Regions from separate parts of the Mus musculus genome. Here region 1 is linked to region 2. The links are chromatin contacts, called in public promoter capture Hi-C maps. All regions are on one chromosome and are shown on one strand. The core of a region is the stretch at or near the end of the contact, and the rest is flanking DNA. Distances in the headings are between cores, read along the strand shown. Region 1 overlaps Bmp2k (BMP2 inducible kinase). Region 2 has its middle 68 kb from the start of Fras1.

Region 1 (6,670 bases), core at 3,785-6,284, 700 kb after region 2:
TGTGTGTGTGTGTGTGTGTGTGTACGCGTGCATGTGCAAGAGGACACACACATGAAGGTAGGCCCGTCACACCAGACTTGAGACAGTTCTGCTAAAGTTACTAGGCAAGCCTTGACTTTTCCATCCTCCTGCTTCAGCCTTCTAGTGCTGGGCTCGTACGCAGGTTGTTATCAACATGCACGGCTTCCACTGACTTTTGCTTTAAGTGTTTCTGTTTGGTATTCGTGGTGTGTATCCTGTGTGTGTGTATGCCTGTGGGTGCATGCATGTGTATGCCTGTGTACACTTGTGTGCAGAACAACGTTGTCTTCCTCACTTGCTTTCCACCTTAGTTTCTAAGACATTGATTGCACTCAGAGCTAGGCTGGCTAGGCTGGCGAGGTTGGCTAGTCAGTGAGCTCCAGTGATCCACCTGTTCTCTTTTTCTGCTAGCATTGGGGGCCCCCAGAAGAAGGCCACAGTGCTCAGCTTTTACATGGAAATTGGGGATGGGATCTGAATTTAGGTCCTGATAATTGCTTGGCAAGCACTTTACCTTTTGGTTTCTGCCTCATTAAAATTTATTTCATTAATTGCTGGGCGTGGTGGTGTTCTCTTTTAATACCAGGCAAGTGGATCTCTGTGGGTTCAAGGCCAGCCTGGGCTGCATAATAAGTTCTAAGACAGCAGGGCTACAAAGAGAGACCATGTCTCAAAAACAAAGAAAAAAAAAACCCATGAAAATAGGTACTTACTTGGCTTTAATGAGTGATCAGGTGGTAGGTGGAAGCAAAGGTTGAAGGAACTTTTATGAAAGATGGAATTTCCTGTGTTTACACGTTGGCTCCTGGGTCAGGTTTAACTCTAGAAGGCAGGGCCCTAGGCTTCTTTCCGATGAGCTGGGCTTCCCTTTCTAGAGCACACAACTGAAAGACTATTCACTTTAATTTTCAACATTCTGCAGGCTAGGTGAGATGCTAGGCACAAGTCTGGTCCACATATAAATATGATTAATCAATAATTGACAGACTTGCTTGTCATTTGAGGCAAGTGTGTGTGAAGAGGCGTGGCATTCAGCGTGACTGCTTGTCTTTTCAATATACCACTCTCTGTCTTACTCTGTAATTGACTGTGTTCTACAAGTTGGAATGAACACTGGCTTAGCAAATACTGAGTCACTGCTTCCAGGGGAAATGGCAGGGTTAGGTACCACAGAGCCTTGCTTCGCAGCATCCTGGTCGGCTGATTTATATGTGTGCCTATCCTTTGTGTTTAAAGACACCTTGTTTAGTGTCGTGTTAGTGATTTCTTTAGTATATCATATCTCTAGCTGAGGCCAAAATGAAGATTATCTCACAGGTTTTCTTTGTAGGAAAACCAGAACGTCTCTTGCACCTGTGTACTCTAGCTTGTGCCGTGCTCAGGAACCTTTTTAAACACAGAGATCACCAATAAAAAGTAACTGAGAAGCAGATTACACTCTCCGTGGCCGGGAAAGGACCCTTGCTGACGGACAGTAAGAGAGCTAAAGTAGGAACATGCAAGTGAAGAGACTCAGCTTTCCGCCCATTCGTTATATCTGCAAGTGCCAAGAAGTGCCAAGAATAGGGACTTGGGGAGTTTCAGCAAGTTGAAAAACGCGAGAGTGCTGAAATGGTGACCGGCTCTTGTCCTACACACGTGTGCATGGATTTGAGTAGTACCTTAGCTGCTGCAACCAAAGCATGTTCAGGGGCATACTTCTGTGTGCGCTGAACTGTTGGTGCAGTTCTCTCTGTGAAACACTTTATGTCCTGTCCTTCTAGTCAAGCATGTGTATGCTTGAACGTGCTTGGATCTCTCCCCTTCTCCCGCTTTCAGTTTCTACTGAAAGTTTTTAGGACTGATACCATAGCGAGGCATGTTCTTGTGTTTTCTCAAAAAGTGACTCAGTTTCAGGAGTTGAACTAATCCTGACTTAGAGCTTTTAAATGAGGCAGAGTCACCTGCCCGTCTTAGCGTGAAACAACATCCACTTGCCAAGCACATATAACTCAGTGCAGCCTTTCAGCTCTCATTAAGAGGGAGGGCTGGTTTGCTGTCCATCTGTCCATCCCAAAGAAGGGTTTTGATGCTTGTGTAGGGGAGCAGGAAGAATGCTTGTTTGTTCAGTTCTGTTCTTTTGAAACAGGGTCTCCTGTAGCTCTGGCTGGCCCCGACACTCGCAGTGTAGCTGAGTCCCAAAGTGTGAGCGCTTGCCACACACCACACTCAGGAAGTTGGTTCTTGTGGATAGTTATTTTTTCCACCCACATATTTAGTGTAGAGAATGGCCTTAAAGGGGATGTCAGGAGTATAACATGGAAGATGGGCTGAGCCAATCAATCTTGAGGTTCCCTGGGCCGAATAGGCATGGCACTGAGAGCATGGAGACGGTAATTCCTACTGTATGGTTGTGCTGCTCTCAGTAATTGGAGAATTACAGAAGTCTGTGAACATACTGCCTTCTAAGCATTGGCTGTGTGGAGTGAGTGAGTCTAAGCTGAATATTAGCTGCTCCTCATTGTTAATTTTATAGGAAAGTAGTAACATATTGTACACTTAATTTTGCAGTAAAGGCAGTAGTAAATGTTGAGTATTTTAGTGGAAGAAATCATCTTTGGCTACCCAGAGACTTAAGTTAATGTTACCAGGAGAGGACAGGAAGGATAGAAGGAGAGTTTCACAGAAATATCAACGATTGTTGGGTTCCATGTTCGTATTAAGTGTGGCTCATATACAGGTATTCTCTAGCTCAGTAGGCCCTTTAGTGTAATGCAGAAGACACATGTTAAAGAAGTAGAGACCTTTTGGTTAATGTGGTTAAAAGTGAAGAGAAAGCATATGGCCTTAGAGAGAACGGTTGAGTCTAGGGAACGAAGAAGAGCCTTTCAGCACTTTAGCAGAAGCCAAAGGGCAGGAAGGAAGTGTTGGTGAGTGAGCTGTGGAGAGAGGGCTATTGTAAAGTAGGCTGAGAAGGAGCAGGCCCTGTGTGAGGAAGACCTTCAGGAGCTGGAACGTGCTCAGAGAGCAGTGAAACATGGAGATGCTCTTGTTGAGCAGGGTCATGTGGACCGTGATGATGGGTCATGTTGGAGACAGCTCCAAGGTGGTGGTGATGGTGGACCATGGTACGGGGCTTTGCTCAGCAGGCTGAGCTGGGGTTTTATCTAAAACGTAACAGGAAGATAATGAATAATTTTTAAAAGTAACTGATTTTCCTACGGTCATACCGATTGCTAGATAGAAAATGGTTGAGAAATGTGTAAAGTGAAATGACTAAAAATGACATAGTAGAGATTAAAACGTTAGTGTTCAAATGTAAGGGGCCTTGGAGGGTCTTTTGAGGAGGGGAGAAGGGTCAACGTGACTTGCTTATACTATACCACTCTTAAACGGAAGTAGCATTTGCTAAGTACAGGACAGATTTGGGGAATGACCGAGGTTCCAGAGGTGTCTGAGAAGACATGCCTAGTGGGACTTGGGTGTGTGGTACCTGATACCCTTGCTGCAACGTCTGGAGCCACACTTTAGACAAGTGTGGAGTTGATGCCTGGAAACCTGGGCTGTTTCAAGAAGGGGCGTGGAGCTGTACTTGCTTGATCTGTTTGTGGGCCTGGCTGTTGCAGCCCTTGGTACTCTTCGACCCTCCTTCACGGTTTCACCCCTGGACTCTGCTCCAGCCTCAGTGTGCTGCTCTGCTTCTTGTGACTCTGTGACTCACATTGGTGTTTGCCTGTCACTTTACTTGGTGTAATCCCTGCTCCGAAGTAATGGTTATGGTAGCTGTTTTCTTCCTCTGGACACCTGTGGCCATTTGCTTTCATCTGTTGTATCACGTTCAGTCTTTTGTTTTGACATGTGATCCTGTTAGCCCTTAAAAACACTAAGATAGTTATTTATTGTTGGTCTCTTACCTCTCCTAGGAGATAGTAAACTTTGGGAAACTAGAAACACACACACACACACACACTCTCTCTCTCTCTCTCTCTCTCTCTCTCTCTCTCTCCCTCTCTATCTTTCCTCCCCTCCCTCCCTCCCTCCCTCCCTCATTTTCTGAGACAGGGTTTATCTGTGTAGACCTAGCTATCCTGGAACTCACTCTGTAGACCAGGCTAGCCTGCCTCTGCCTCCGGAGTGCTGGGGTCAAATGCATCTGGCTAGAAAGAATCTTAATTGCTGCTGTATGTACAAGTTCCTGTACTCTTCCACGGTCATTCAACTGTGATGATGTTTGAGTTTTAAAAGTAAACGTATTTCATTTTATTCATGATTACTGTAGACTTGAGAGTGCTGGTGCATGCCACAGCACCCGTGTAGAGGTCAGAGTGGCTAACTTTTGGGAACTTTTTTTCTCTTTCTTCCATGGGACCTTGAAGACTCAGTTCTTGTGGGCTGGTGCTTTCGTCCACTGAGGGAGCTCACAGCCCTGGATTCTGTTTCAAACCACATGCTTTTAATATAATTGAAGATGTAATTTGCAAGTTGAAAAGTACCAGTGAAGGGCTCTTTATTGGACCATCAAAATCTTTTACTCAGGCCAGGGGACTCTGCATTTTTTTATTATTATTTTTAAACGTTTGTGAGGGCAGGTTAATTCCGAGTGTCATTTCACTGAATTGCTCTAACGTCAAGACCAGCCTGGGGTCTGTGCATAGTCCCCTCATCCTGCCGACATAGCTTGCTTTATTCTGCAGAGGTGGCTTCTGAGAAAGAAAAGCACAGCAAATGAAAGCAGAGAAAGGCACAGCCCGTGCACCTGTGAGAGAGTTTTCTGTGAGTGCAAAGGAGGCGGCGAGGTCTCCAGGATTCCCGGTCCTTGGCTGCTGGCCTCTCGTGCATACCCAGTGCTTATAATTGTTCTTTCTGTGTTGAGTTCGATTCTTTAGAAACATTCCCTCCCTGAAACAGGGATTCAGTGTATGAGAAGACTGAAAATGGGATCATATGCCATTCCCACGGTATGCCAGAGGCCGGTCAGTGTGAGCAGAGCTCAGAGTCAGGCGAAAGCCTATCCTAGCCTTGTGACGGTTTGCTCTCAGAACAGCTGTCGGTTGCCACATTGAATCCGCCTGCATCTTTATCTCAGGCCACCTAGTCTCTAGAACTGTGAGAAATGAATGTTTTGTTTATATCCCAGCTTCTTAAACTGTGGGTCACCACCCCGTGGCTTATGTAACAGTGTGTGTGGGTGTGCGCGGGTGTGAAGAATTTTGGCAACAGTAAAAGGTTTCTGAATGACCAAAGACTAAAAATTAATTGAAAATCAAACGTGTAAGGCCTCCGGGGTGCTCTGGAGGCCTCCTCTGCAGCCTGGGATCTGAGCACAGAGCATGCACACCTTGCCTAGCGCATGCTGGTTTACCATGCAACATCAGCAAACACCGCCTGCAACATCTTGGCTCCGGTGGAGAGTTGGCGTTAGGAGTTGCAGTGCTTTTACTGGACACACTTTTCTGCTTTTCTAGAAACACAGTGCTTTAAGTACAGAAAAACAAAGCGGGAGGGTTTTCCTGTTGCCATCCCTCATATCAAATTAGTTTATATTCGGATTGCATTACATTACATTAGAATGTTTAAAAATTATTATTTGAATTGTTGGTTTGATTTTTATTAAAAAAATTGTTTAATGAATTTTGGCTTGAGTCTACGGCAGACTTTCTGACAATTTCTGAAATGGCCCTAAACTCATGTTTGCCATTTTGTACTGAGCGTCAACAACTATAAAGTGGAAATATCAATCAGTGGACAAACATTGAAAATACTTTGTGTTCTGAAGAATCAAATATTTAGCCAAGATATGATTCCTTGTGTCTAAGCAAATGAGGACACTCACTGCGTTAGTACATACATTTGCTTTTATTTTAATAAATGGGAAGCTGTGTGTGCCAAAGATTCCTTTACATTTCTGTACAATGTGTTGTCACTGAAGCATGATGGGAGTATCTGTTTTGCATACCGAGTACCTTTCTTAGGCAGAAGGGGCTTATGGGTGGACAAAGCTTAAGAAGCCCTGGTTGGTCCATCACCCAGCCTGTGGTATGTTGATCTAATTGGCAGGAGAGACCAAGACATTTCTGTTTTATTTAGCTTGTATTGTTACATTTGACTGGAGTGCAGACACCTGTTGTTGTGTCCCCTGCCCCTTGTTAAAATTGGGTATTGTAGGAGACATTTATTAATACAATTTTTTACTGCAAACCTTTTGTTTGCTCCTGAAACCTGTCTCAACCTATGGCCCCAGGTGTGGCATCTGTTTCTCATGTGATAGCACCTACTCAATTTTTTTCTGTTCCAATAAAAGTTTTTCGTTATTTTAAAATGTAGCCCATTTAGGAGTTGGCTTGTCCTGTGTTACCTCTACATGTTGTACTCACAGTAGACATTCAGTGTGTTTGTGAAAGGTGAATCTTTGACTTCCACATGACCAGAAGACCTAGTAAATGCTACCGTGAGCAGACCCACTCACTGGCATTCAATATGGCTGCCTGTCTCTGCTGGTTTGCAGCTAACAGTTGTTCCCCTGCCCCCTTACTCCTTTCCTTCACACTGCCACTGAGCCCCAGCCCTCAGCCCTGCTTTTATGTTCTTTGGTAGAAACTAAAATAGGAAGGAACTGGAAGACGGTACTTTATAATAGTGTAGGTATAGTATTAACTAGGTGGACAGAGAC
Region 2 (6,421 bases), core at 1,763-4,262:
TACTATTAGCCACCACAGCATTGAAAGGCTGCTAATACAGTTGGACTTGCCATAGACTAACATTTCTTAAAGCGTGTCTACTCAAGTGTTTGATTGGCATGTGTGCATATGATCATGGATGTGCACATGGATATGCTCATGTATGTGGAGCCCAGAGGCCAATCATTGGAGCTGTCACTCAGGAACATGTCACTTTGTTTTTGGAGACAGACTCTCTCACGGGCCTAGATAGAGCTTATAAAAAAAATGCTAAGCTGGGAGCTGGTGAGCCCTGGGCACCCACAGGTCTCTGACTTAGTAGTTATGATTCAACAATCATGTCCAATACTCCTAAGCATCAAGTGAAGAAGGCAAACCCAGTCTTTGCCTTCAAAGAAATGGATTTTATATGGATATAGTCATGGGTGGATAATATAGACACTGAGGCAAGCTTCACAGAGGGCTGAGCATGGATGAATATTAATTTGTCAGATCAGAAGGAACTTTTTATTTCTGATAAAGGGATGGCAGATGTGCAGTCACCCAAAGAGATCTACATGTGTTTGAGAACTACACAGTCAAAAACAATTGAGGACATAATAAATCCCACATATCGGTAGAGAAAAGAGAGAGAGAGAGAGAGAGAGAGAGAGAGAGAGAGAGAGAGAGGTGAGAGTTACTTTACAGGCAAGTAGAAACCAGACTGTTGTGGACCTGGGGATGAACACTTTTCCTTCTGTGCAGGATGGGGGCCTGGGGACTGACTGGAGCAGATTTTCACATAACATCAAGCATTGTTTGTGGTGCTAGGGATTAACCCACAGCCTCACCCATGCTGTGATAGTTCTCCCTCTGTCACTGGGCCACACCCCCAGCTCCTACAGGAATTATTGTATCTTGGGATTAGTTATAAAACCTTAATGCAGACTCACTTATTTGTTTGGCATTAAATTATAGTAAGGTATTAAATTGAGCAGGGTAGCACTTAGGAATGCCCTACCCAGCTCCAAGTTAAAGAAAACTGTATAAAAGCCATCAGAGGAGCCCAGAGATGGGAGAGCTATTCAGTCAGGGAAAACTAAAGTTTCCTTCAGTGTTATTTTGAATCTCTCTCCCTGCAACCCTCCTCCCGATTTGAAGAGTTTTTATCTTTATGGGGTGGGGATGACCCCTTCAGTCACTATGGCGTCCTTACTGGCATTCACTGAGTACGCACGCCACAGTAGCTCCCATCAAGCACTGTGAGAATCATTTCCTTGAAGGAGTCAAGTGTCTGCTTAAACGTGGCTGCCCATACCACACAGCAACAGCTGGTCCCAAACTGCTGAGCCTCATGTCTACAACCACAGGTAGTATCAGAAAGGAAGATGACTAAAAATTGATCTATAATATAAGATAGATAATGTAGCCAGAATGGAAGGCCTTTCAATGGCAGGAGTACCTCTTTTGATGCCAGCTTCCCACAGCAGGCAATAAGAGTACGATGCCAACTATCTATTGATCTGCTACTATCTATTCTGTGAACTCATTCATTCCTTAAGACTCATTTCCTGATAAATTGGATCAAAGTCTGAGTGATTGGGAGGGTTAAAGGGCCAGTGTCTCTAGCTGCTGCATTTATTTCTCATGGAGAGATTTGCTTCAGCTGTGCAATAGCTATAGCATGAACATGCTTGGCTACAGGGACATCCATTCATTCAGTCTTTGAAGCTGCACAGGACCCCAGACTGTCTGGACACCTATGAAAATATAAGACTAGCAGCTTACAAGTGAGTAGCAATTAGACATTTACATTTTAAGAAGACTCAAGCTTATGAGTATTTAATGTCAGCAATATCTAATTAGCGTTCTTCGTGTGAAAAAAAAAAAGACTGGAAGTGGCATCACCATAAACATATCTAATATCATACCCTTACGTACTTCAGCATTATCTCCTAAGAAAGGCTTTCATCGGGGCTGGACAGAGGAACAGATGTCTGCCAATCCAACATCTCTGCTGCTTTACAGGTCCAGGAGGAAGTAGTAACCAGCACACAAGGATGCACCCAGCAACTCGAGGAAGAAAGAGAGAGAAGGAAAAGCATCCACATAACTCAAACCCTGGAGCCTATCACGGAATTGTTGATAGTTTCCCGAAGGCAGCTACAACTGCACGCAGATCTGCTCATTTAAGTCTGTCTTTCTTGGACCAGTTTCATGTGTGATGTGGCCTTCTATTATGCAAACAAAGTCACTGATTATAATTACGAAAAAAATTGGTGTTTACTGAGAGCCTTAACAGAGAGTTATTATTTCGTTGGAGAGGGATCTAAAGAGAGTACTTCCTCGTCTTTACAAGTGTTGATTTGGGCGTGAATGTGTCCGATCATTGGAGTTCAATAGTGAGAAGGATTCTGCATTAAACTACGTGAACGTGGACGCATATCATTTTCCCCAGATCATGGCTTACTGCACATAAGCAGACACATTTCTAGTGTTGGCTTCGCAGGTGCTGGCTTCAAGGCTTTGTGTAACTCACTTCCTCTCAGATACATCACTTATTTCATTACGCTCTAAGTCATGTGCTCGGACACATTAGCAGCGTAGCCTTTGCTTCTGTGAGGAGGTTTTTGCCTTCCCTCCAGGTCAGAGATTCTGTCTGTATTCCCTTTGCAAATCAATAAAGCACAATGTCTACTTCATAGGAAGCATTCCAATAAAAGTTAAAGGAAATGAATTGCACATAAATAGATGACCTGCTACAAAGGAAATTGCATTACCATCTCTGAAAAATAACAGGTATTTTGACTTATATTATCAGTATCTTCCAAGGATCAATGTGCAGTGGTAGGAGAATAATCACACATAGGTGATTATCATAGAAAATTCAAAGAAAAAAAAACAAAAACCTCTGGTTCTTTCTCTGATGTGTCTGCATAAAATCACAGTGTTTTGCTGACAGAGCGTGTGCCCGAGCTATCTGTGTCTCCCCCATTCGGGGATCTATACAGTGCTAATGTTTTACAGATTTCTCATGTCCATTCAATACCCACTCTGCAGAGTTAGTATAACCTTCAGATTTAATTAGAAATCAGAGCAAAGGTCAAGGCTGTCTCATTGCCGGGACTGAGGCTGGTTCAAAATGATTACAGATTTTGCGACGTCTGTTGCTCATTTTAAAGGAGAACTTGAAGCCAGGAACCGTGTGAGGCCAGGTGTGTTTCTCCATCTGCTCCTCTGATAGTCATCGCCAATCAACATACTCCGACAGGGGCAGACCTCTTTAGAAATTAGTTTAAAGGACTGAAGGCCTTACTGAAGGGTTTCTAGAACCCGCCTCAACTTGGCTTATGCCCTTGGTCAGGAGATCATGAGGGTCCCCACAATCCTCTTGTGACTCTCTACTCCCTCGGAGATTTAACTTTTTCATTTAGAGTCGTATCCTATTCCACACACACACACACACACACACACACACACACACATTAATATACTTTTATCCTTTAATCCAGTAAGCCCACGTCCAAGAGTTTAACAAAATGAAATCACCACAGATACATTCAGTTATCTGTGTATTAATCACTTATTATAATATGATTGCAATACCATAAAATCTGGAATGGTCAATATGCTTACATCAGAGGCTGATTCAATAATGATGCAATAACAGCAGAATCTTGCAATCACATTTATTTAATGAGATTAGAAAAGTACATGTTGTGTAATATGAAAGTAAAAGCAGAATAAAAATGTTTATGCTTCCCTGAATTTTACAAAACTATATGTTGGTTTTTTTTATTAAGCTATATGTTTATACTCATAATTTTTATAAAATGTGCTCATTTTGACTGGTGGGTCATAGATGCCTTTGAATACTAATCCTTTTTAAAGCTACCTGTATTTTCCAGAATGCCTATAATTATGTGAAGAGCAAAATAACATTAGACTAGTACAGCCAAAAGCCAGAGATTTACACAGAAAAACCGTGGAGACATCCTTATGAAGAAGGGAAAGTACATGTGAGAAACAGGAGGGATGGGCTCAGCAGAGGTCAAGGCACCAGTGTGCAAAACGGAATGCTCACAGATTTTAGTCACCTCGGTCCCTAGAAAAGTGATGAGTTTCTGCCAAGTCAAACAAATGTAGAGTTCAATACTGAGTGACTAGGACAAGGTATCAATACATATTTAAAGTTTGTGCTTGACTCTGACCCTTGGATGCAGAGGAGCCAAGAAGAGAGATGCTTGGTCAGCAGGTGGAGCCAGCTGATAAAGGGAGGGTAACAGAAGCTGGGATTGAGCCGGCTGCTGATGGGGAAGAAGAGGAAGTCAGCAGATGGAGGGAGAATAAAGTTGACTCTTAGGAACACACACAACCATAGGAAGCGCGGGGATAATACCTGAAGACCCAAGAAACCCCGGAAACCAGGATTTTATTTGTTTGTTTGTGCACCTGTAGGAGTGAAAGAACAGTGTTGGAGTGTCTGACCCCAAAAGCCTTTTTTTTTTTTTTTGGCCTGGGGCTTGCTGATTTGGCTTTCCTCATTAGCCAGTGAGCCCCAGGGCCCTTGTTATCCCTCCCAGCACAGGTGTTACAGCCGCTCGCATGCTGCTTTCCCAGCTTTTTCATGTGGGTGCTAGAGATACTACGCAGGTCCTCGCGCTTGTGTGGTAAGCACTTTACCAACGGAGCCATCTTTCCAGCCCCCAGAGGGCCTTTACAAGCTAAGTCTAATTTGTTGTTCTTCTGTTCATAAGCCGCCAGCAGCAGCTCATTTCACACAGCATAAACGCTGTGTTTGGGAAATTTAACTTTTAAAGACGTGCCCTTGAAAATTGGCTGTGGGGACCATTTTGTTCTTGGCTTTCCATCTGATTCTTGAAGTCTACAAGGACGATGCTTTCCCTGATGCTATTGGACACATTGGCTCCCTAGGACTCCCAAGAGCTCTGACCACAAACTTGAAGTCTTGAAACAGATAGAAGACTTCAGTCTAAAATCAACTTTAGAAGCAGATGCAAGCTGGATCGCACTGGAAGCAGAGTGGAATGCAGTAAATTGAAGACTGGGGTCTGGCAAGTAAGGTGTATATGTGTCCTTGGGTTAACGCCAATTCTGCGCAAATCAGATGAAGAATACGATCAGTGTGCTCAGCTGCTTTCAACAGGTTGAAGCAGTGATACAATGTGGGCGGTTTCCCACCTACATTTACTTACAGGAAGACCTGGAAGGATACTGCCTTCTTGCTTGGCATTAATTAATTAGTCTAAGTCGGAGAAACAGCCACTGCGCATGAGCAGAGTGAGGAGAGGGACGCACGTGGGAGAGAAGAAATGAAGGACGATTCTCTGGGAAATGTTGGCAGAAAGTGGTTCCAGGGACGCCCCAGGAACTTGTCAACACGGTGTGTGGCGGAACTCCAGCTTGTTCCACAGACGCTGTGAGACTCTCAAGAGGAGGTGCAAAGCCCGGAGCGAGCACTTCATTCTGATTGCACATTCAGGAGCCTGTGTCTAAATCTACCTCAACCTTCCTGAGGTCCGAGTCTGAGTCAGCGAGAGAGCTGAGAATAGAACCCCTGGCACCTGCTCTCCAGTGACCTATCTGTTAAAGCACCCGGAACAAGGTGTGTGCAGTTAAAGCATGTTTAATTTTAGTGATGTGAGACCAGAGGCTCCATCTTTGAAACCTGAACACCGACAGGCGCGGAACGACATGTTCCTTTTTCTATGTATAAACGGAATGAATCTTCACATAATAAAGGATTTGAAGATGCTTTCATAGACGCAAATGATTGTCTCAAAGCAGTAGGTTTTGCCTTATTTACATCTAAATGAACCTGAAAGGCCTGGATTAGAAACTGTCACATGCATTTTCAATCACAGCCCTCTCTGCTCTCCTAAGCCAACCCAAAGGAATCCAGCAGTGAAAATCCGTGCTTAGCGCTCATCAAAAACAGGCACCAAGGAAACCACACCAGGAATAACTTTTTGGTTCCACCTGCCTGTTGTTCTCAGTCTTAACTCTGATGAATAAAACAAATTAAATAAATAAAACAAAAACTTGGTGTAGTGCCAGGCATTGCACCAAGCCCAGGCTTCCCAGGCAGGCTAATAATTGGTCGCATCTACAATCTGTTACTAAATAGGTACTTCAGCAGAGCAAGGCAAAGAACAAAGAGGACCTTTGTGGAAACAATTGCCAGTTCTCTGTCCTCCAACGCAGTTACCGGACAAATCTGCTTCTTTGTATTTAAATGCAAATCAGCTAAAATACAGATCCATTTATTTGCTTACACTAGCTACATTCCAAATGTCCAGTAACTACATGTGGGCCATAGCTATCAGATTGGGCAACAATTATATTGAATCTAGACAGTATTTTCAGGTCCTACAAAATTCAAATTGTGTTGATCGGGTCCTCATCCTGGTTCCAGACAACTTTGCCACTTACTGTGTAACAA

The links. Promoter capture Hi-C pulls out the DNA fragments that hold promoters and counts their contacts.
Region 1: a contact with region 2 is called in a promoter capture Hi-C map of liver, with 2.1 times the contacts expected there. The contact joins two enhancer-like sites. A contact is called at or near these places in 4 of 39 promoter capture datasets (hippocampal neurons, liver and second pharyngeal arch cranial neural crest) and 1 of 115 datasets of contacts at active chromatin or transcription factors (embryonic forebrain).

The regions. Positions count from the first base shown.
Region 1 is chr5:96,999,572-97,006,241 of GRCm38.p6, forward strand. The region is part of intron 1 of Bmp2k (BMP2 inducible kinase); the gene reads left to right. Among named protein-coding and RNA genes, the nearest start is that of Bmp2k, 5.2 kb to the left of the region's middle. Within about 2 kb of position 5,035, at least 28 of the 459 cell types and tissues checked have an H3K27ac peak or open chromatin away from gene starts, as enhancers often do. A contact at or near this core is called in liver, where this site is marked.
Region 2 is chr5:96,302,854-96,309,274 of GRCm38.p6, forward strand. No RefSeq gene overlaps it. Among named protein-coding and RNA genes, the nearest start is that of Fras1, 68 kb to the right of the region's middle. Within about 2 kb of position 3,013, at least 7 of the 459 cell types and tissues checked have an H3K27ac peak or open chromatin away from gene starts, as enhancers often do. A contact at or near this core is called in liver, where this site is marked.